Regions from separate parts of the Sus scrofa genome. Here region 2 is linked to region 1. Evidence: chromatin contacts called from public Hi-C data. All regions are on one chromosome and are shown on one strand. Each heading gives the region's core, a stretch centred on a gene start, on an enhancer-like site or on the middle of the called end of the contact. The rest is flanking DNA. Distances are from core to core; before and after follow the strand shown. Region 1 overlaps CDC14B (dual specificity protein phosphatase CDC14B). Region 2 overlaps HABP4 (hyaluronan binding protein 4).

Region 1 (3,520 bases), core at 161-2,660:
TGGTGGTACTCGTTGAAATTGCACCTCAAAATTGCATAGTTTCTTTTTCTATGTTGAAGGTATTCCATTAGCAACAATGATTAAGAACTTTTTGTATTTTTTTTTTTTTTTTTTTTAATTTGTGCTCACAAAAGTAATTGAGAAGAGGGAGTTCCCGCTGTGGCGCACAGTTGGTTAATGATCCAGCTTGTCTCTGTGGCATTGCTGGTTGGATCCCTGACCCAGCACAGTGGGTCGAGGATCTGGTGATGCTGCAGCTGTGGCATAGTTTGCAGATGTGGCTTGGATTTGATCCCTGGCCTGGGATCTTCCATATGCTGTGGGTATGGTCAAAAAGAGAAAAACATAATTGAGAGAAATGTTTGAGATAACTAAGTTTTACTGTCAGCTCTTAATGTCTGAAACACAGGTTATAGATTTTTTTTCTCTTAAAATTTGATTTCTTAGGCGTATCCAGATAGGGACTTTTGTTTGCTTTTTGCTCCCCTCCCCCCCCTTTTTGGCCACCCCCTGGCATATGGAGTTTCCGGGCTAGGGAGCATATCTGAGCTGCAGTTGCGACGTACACTGCTGTTGTGGCCATACCGGGTCCTTAACCCACTGTGCTTGGTTGGGAATCAAACCTATGTCCCAGCGCTTTATAGGTGCCACCTGATCCTGTTGTGCCTCAGCAGGAACTCCTTTTCTTTGTGTGTTTATCATCCCTCCTGGTGTATTTTGTGCTTGGCAGCAAAAATCCTGAGAGTGGGGGTGTGGACAGAATGTATGCAGGGTCCCAGGAAAGAGAGACTGGAGAGGTAGCTGTTTTTAACTGGGATATTTGATCCCATTAGTTGGCCAGTCACTGGGGAGAGGAACCCCATAGGTTAGAGTAGATCGTGACAGCTTTACAGGAGAAGGAACACAGCCAGAATTCTTGGTGCTCAACTTAAAGTATGGAAGAGCACCCTGGAGAATGGCCCTTTGTATAGCTGTAAATGTTTTTGTACCATCCAGGAGATAATCTGGATGTTTGAAGCACTTCCACCTAAGATAACCTTCTCCTGGAGATCCCGTTGTGGCGCAGTGGTTAACGAATCCGACAAGGAACCATGGGGTTGGGGGTTCGATCCCTGCCCTTGCTCAGTGGGTTAACGATCCGGCGTTGCCATGAGTTGTGGTGTAGGTCGCAGATGCGTCTTGGATCCCGAGTTGCTGTGGCTCTGGCGTAGGCTGGCAGCTACAGCTCCGATTAGACCCCTAGCCTGGGAACCTCCATTTGCCGTGGGAGGGGCCCAAGAAATGGCAAAAAGACAAAAAAACAAAACAAAAACAAACCTTCTCCTGAGCAGAACCCACAAAGCTCTGCATGGGCTGCTTTGGCATCAGTCATTTGTCTCTGGTCAGAACAGATGTCCCCAAAATGGTGAGGTCTTGAGCCAGATATGGTGCCTTCAGTGTGAAATAACCCCTCAGAGGGTAGCCATGGGCATGGTGGGAACCGAGCGTTATCTTAGACACAAAACTCTGGATACTTTTATAGATAAGAAGTCTCTTTTTAGATCTTGTTGCTGTTGTTTTCCATAACTAGTGAAAGAGCCCTGACCCCTTCGGCATATTGATTGAAAATTTGTTGGCACTTTGTTCCCAGTTTGATGTTGGCCTTTTGACTTTGCTTGTGGCTCTATTGGGCACGTGGAAGTTTATTTTTTCTATAGTTAATATATTTTAGATTTAGAAATCCTTCCAGGATTTTATACTCTGAGGTTAGCACTGATTTGATTGCTTAGGAAAGTGCCAGGTAAGCAATTTGGACTTCCACTTGAATTCATTCTTCTGTTCAGTTAGAAGCCAGCTTGGCAGGGGTTTTACAGTTCTTGGCTGTAGCAGGTGTCTTTGCAGCCATGACTGGCTGGCTAAAGTAGAAGCGTGGAGCTGTAATGATGCTAGGTGGGGAAACAGGAGAAAACTTCTAAGAAAAGGAGATTTAATAGTAGCAAAACAGTGTTGAGATGTAATATGAATACCCCAAGAGATTAAACATAAGAGTAAGTAGTGAAGGTGTGATCTGATTGAAATTTATTGCATATTCTTTTTTTTTTTTTTTTTTTTTTTGGTCTTTTTTTTGTCTTGTAGGGCCGTACCAGCAGCATATGGAGGTTCCTAGGCTAGGGGTCATCTCGGAGCTGGAGCCACCGGCCTATGCCAGAACCACAGAAATGTGGGATCTGAGCTACGTCTTTGACCTACACTACAGCTCACGGCAACGCCGGATCGGTAGCCCACTGAGCGAGGCCAGGGATCGAACCCGCGTCCTCATGGATGCCAGTCAGGTTTGTTAACCATGGAGCCACAATGGGAACTCCCCCGTTGCATAATTTGATTAAAACTTTGTAGAGATGCGTGAGAATTCTCTAAAAACTGGTCTTTAGGCCTGATAACTTTTTCTAGAGTTGTTTGGAGAATTTTGGAGATAATAAGGCTTTCTAATGACTGCCTTAGAAGGTGGTGTAATATTAAAACAAAAACAAAGAGTCTGGAGGAAGTGCACTCAGGAAGGAAGTATTCCAAATGGACTGTGGACTGACTCTATCTTTGTCCTTTTTATCTTTTTTTTTGGATTAGCCTGTGGCATGTGGCAGTTCCCAGACCAGGGATCCAACCTGAGCCACAGCGCACAGCTGTGACAACACCAGATCCTTTAACTGCTAGGTAACCAGGGAACTCCTTTTCTTCATCTTTTATTAAAAAAAAGAATCTGGAGTTCCCGTTGTGGCGCAATGGAAATGAATCCAACTAGGAACCATGAGGTTGTCGCTTCGATCCCTGGCCTCGTTCAGTGAGTTAAGGATCAGGCCTTGCCGTGAGCTGTGGTGTAGGTCACAGATGCAGCTCGGATCCTGTGCTGCTGTGGCTGTGGTGTAGGCTGGCAGCTACAGCTCCGATTCAACCCCTAGCCTGGGAACCTCCATATGCTGCAGGTGCAGCCCTAAAGAAGGACAAAAGGCAAAACCAAAACAACACCAAAAAAACCGCAACAAAACCAAAACACCCTGGGCTTTATTATTTGAGACCTAAGTTGTAAGGGCTGAAACTATTAATGATCAAGTTGGGATGTTTTTGTTTCAGTCTATGAGTCATCCTGTTGCTAAGCAACCATCTCCCAGGTATTGAAACATAGATCAGTAATCCAAGATCAGAAGTTTTCACAGGGGCTACGTTAGGCAGGTAGTAATTTTTCAAATGTGAGCTGTGGAAGACCTAGAAATACCTATGGTATTGTTCAGCAAAAAAAAAAAAAAAAAAAAGGCAAAACAGAAAACCCCACGAAAAACAAAAACAAGAAACTTTGTACTTTGATTTTGAAAAACTCTATGACTTCTCAAGTAATTTTCTATACCAGTATTTTATTTTTTTCCTGTGAGATCGCCGTTAGCTTCTTCAAAGAGGTTCTTTACCCCGAAGAGAGACAGCAGGTTCTCCTTATGTTTCCTAAGCCGTAGGGCTTCTTTACATTTGCATTTCCACACTTGTCATTTTT
Region 2 (3,402 bases), core at 588-3,087, 78 kb after region 1:
GTGAAGTACCTTTTAAAATACAAATTTGATTATTCATTTCTCTATATATAACTTTTTAAGAATCATACCATTGGTGGTAGTGCTGGTGCTGTTATTTGTGACTATTGTGTGTGTAGCAAATAAGTAATAGTGTGATGTTACTGACAACTAGGATTTTCAGCATAGAAAAAAAAGAGGAAAAAAAAAAAAGATAAGAAAGTTTAGCTGAAAATTTTGTATTCCTAAATTTCAAGTGGAAATACTGAGTGAGCTCATAAATATTTTATCTTAAAAATGTGTATGAAGAAAAAAAAATGTGTGTGTTTATTTCTCAGCTATGTCCATTTAAATGTCCTAGAAACAGTCAAGAACCTAATAGCAGTGAGTCCTCCTAGTGACCAGACTGTAGTCTCTAAATCCCATATTCTAGGAGTTCCCTTTGTGGCTCAGGGGAAATGAACCCAACTAGTATCCATGAGAATGTGGGTTTGATTCCTGACCTCGCTCAGTGGGTTAAGGATCCGGCATTGCTGTGAACTGTGGTGTAGGTCACAGATGCGGCTCAGATCTGGTGTTGCTGTGGCTGTGGCCTAGGCCGGCAGCTGCAACTCCAATTTGACTCTTAGCCTGGGAATTTCCATATGCCGTGGGTGTGGCCCTAAGAAGACAAAACAAACAAACCAAAACCCCATATTCTATTATAGGACTCTAGCTCCACGGAAAAAATGGCTCAGTATAAGGTATGAAGATTGAAGTTTAGATGATGAGTCTAAAACGTGTCTTACCAGAAAGCAAGTAAACAAAGAACACTGAACATGTGTCAAAAGGATCAAGAATCAAAAAAATGGGGTCAGTATAAGCACCCATAAGCATAAAAACTCAGTGGATTAAAACACATCAAATATGCTTAAATCTCCAAGTTTATAACAATGCTTTAAAAAAAGTCATCAGGAGCTCCTGTCAATGGCTCAGTGGAAATGAATCTGACTAGGTACCATGAGGTTACAGGTTCGATCCCTGGCCTTGCTCAGTGGGTTAAGGATGCTGCGTTGCTGTGGCTGTGATGTAGACCGGCAGCTGTAGCTCTGATTGGACCCCTAGCCTGGGAATCTCCATATGCCTCAGGTGTGGCCCTAAAAAGCAAAAAAAAAAAAAAAAAAAAAAAAAAAAAAAAAAAAAAAAAAAAAAAAGGCATTGGCACCCTTGAAGGACCCGAGGAAACCAGCTCCTTATTCTGAAAATGAGTAAATTAAAAGTAAAATGTACCTTTTACTTATTCTTCCTTTTCTAAATGAATTTATACCTCAGTATAATCAAATTGTTTAAAAAAGTTTGTGTGTGTGTGTGTGTGTGTGTGTGTGTGTGTGTTTTTAGGGCCACACCTGAGGCATATAGAAGTTCCCAGGCTAGGGGTCAAATCAGAGCTGCAGCTGTCAGCCTACCCCACAGCTCACGGCAACGCCAGATCCTTAACCCACTGAGCAAGGCCAGGGATAAAACCAGCATCTTCATGGATGCTACTCAGGTTTATTACCACTGCGCCACAAGAACTCCATAGGTAAGTGTTTCTTTATAGGTCATCTCAGCTACTAAATGAAGAAAGAATGACAGAATTAGACTACCACTACTTAGCAGTCCTAATGATTAATGGATAAAGGCAATGATGATCGGAGGCCTTCCACAACCTATGAAATAATCGTGCCATAAAGTTGAACCTGAATTTGATCACCCCTCTGCCTCTCACTATTCACTTTCAGGAAATAAGAAAAAGCTGGGTCATTTGTCCAAAGAGTTTCCCAGAGTCAGAATTTTATTGATTGCATCCCTGCAGGCAGTGGTGTGCTGGTAAATATTTAACATCTGGGTCTCAGGGAGGAAAAAACCTGGATCTCTCGCACTTGCTAGTTTCTGTGGTGTAAATATATTCCACCTTGGAGGATCTGAAGCTACCAATGTGACATCAGTGTGACATCACTGAACAAAGAATTGGGAAGAGATGTGCAGTAGTACACCAATATGTAGTATTTCCACTGTACACATACAAGTGGGGTAAGTAACTTTAAGTACATAGGGAAAGGTAAAATGCGCTGCAATAATTAGGATACCGTGAGTTGCAAGGAGTTATTACCTTTGTTTTAACATTATAAATTCTAGGTTGACATAATTTCATTTTCAATGACTGTGTTTCGAAAATTTAACAATTGGCTGTTAACACCTTGGTGCAAGCCAGTTCCAGCGTAGTTTTTTCTTATTTCCTGAAAATGAATAGTGAGAGGCAGAGGGCTTGTTGACGTGGTAGGTGAGGAAGGAGAATGCACAGAGGGTGTCTGTACTGTGTCAGGCTGATCACTTCTGTGGAGGAATCGCTTGTAGCAGGTGCTCTACTCTGAATTGCACAGACTTGTCTGTGTATCACTAGAGGGCTGCATTCCTTACACGCCTTGTGCTTTTTTGTTCTTGTTCTTTATGTTTAGATATGATATTCAACAGGAATATAACGCACTCCTCAGTTCTAGGAAGGACTAAGGCAAGTGTATATCTAACAGAAAAGCATTGTAACTGCTATCCCTCTAAATTTAACACACACACCCTGTGAGTAATTCAAAGCCCTTCACAGGTCTTGATTTATGATGAAAAGTCATAGGAGATAATTTTCCATCAAAGCTGCTTATAGATATAAGGTGTCAAATCTACGACTTGTAATATGAACAATGCTGTACACAAATCTGATGGTTAAAGATTTGTGCAATATATTTACAAACAAATGGGACAATAATGCTAACATTTACTGTATGTTTACAAGGTGCCAGATGCTAATCAAAGTGCTTTACATTAATCCACCCATGACAATCCCACAGGTAAGTTAAAATTAATAACTCCATTTTACAGGTAAGAATCGAGAAAAGAGGTCATACAGCTAACATATAAATGAAAAAGCCAAATTTCACATCCAATCCTTCTATCTCCAAAGCCCACATTCAACCTCTGTGCTACTTTGGGAATAAGAGGGCAGGAAAATATGCTTAGATGGAACATGGTCAAGAAATGGACAGAGGAAACATACAAATATCAATTCCAATGTCCAAACTTCCATTCAGGCAGTACCTTTTTACCTAATCAAGTGAATCAAAGCAAAGTGGGTTCTAGACATAAACCTTCACTCACTTGAATACTCAACAGGGGCAAGTGGATCTAAGATCTAACCTAACATGTAAATAATACCTCCCACTTCCTTCCAAAGGAAATGAATTGCATGACAAACTTTTAGTGCCTCATATATCTGCTATAAAATTTCTGAAGAGGTATGGTCCTGCTTTAAGAAAATTCAATACATAATAATCCTCATTGTGTAAGGAAATACACTCAGAAACAAATGCCAATAAAAAATAATTCACTGCAGATATTTTGTAATAATGCTTCCTC

Evidence for each region. Hi-C and Micro-C count contacts between places; a contact is called where the count stands out from the background.
Region 2: a contact with region 1 is called in a Hi-C map of liver, with 4 times the contacts expected there. The contact joins two enhancer-like sites. A contact is called at or near these places in 1 of 5 promoter capture datasets (liver) and 8 of 47 Hi-C or Micro-C datasets (blood, embryonic fibroblasts, epiblast stem cells and 4 more).

What each region holds. Positions count from the first base shown.
Region 1 is chr10:25,531,186-25,534,705 of Sscrofa11.1, forward strand. All of the region lies in intron 5 of CDC14B (dual specificity protein phosphatase CDC14B), which reads left to right. Among named protein-coding and RNA genes, the nearest start is that of CDC14B, 61 kb to the left of the region's middle. Within about 2 kb of position 1,411, at least 1 of the 83 cell types and tissues checked has an H3K27ac peak or open chromatin away from gene starts, as enhancers often do. A contact at or near this core is called in liver, where this site is marked.
Region 2 is chr10:25,608,689-25,612,090 of Sscrofa11.1, forward strand. All of the region lies in intron 5 of HABP4 (hyaluronan binding protein 4), which reads right to left. Among named protein-coding and RNA genes, the nearest start is that of HABP4, 26 kb to the right of the region's middle. Within about 2 kb of position 1,838, at least 4 of the 83 cell types and tissues checked have an H3K27ac peak or open chromatin away from gene starts, as enhancers often do. A contact at or near this core is called in liver, where this site is marked.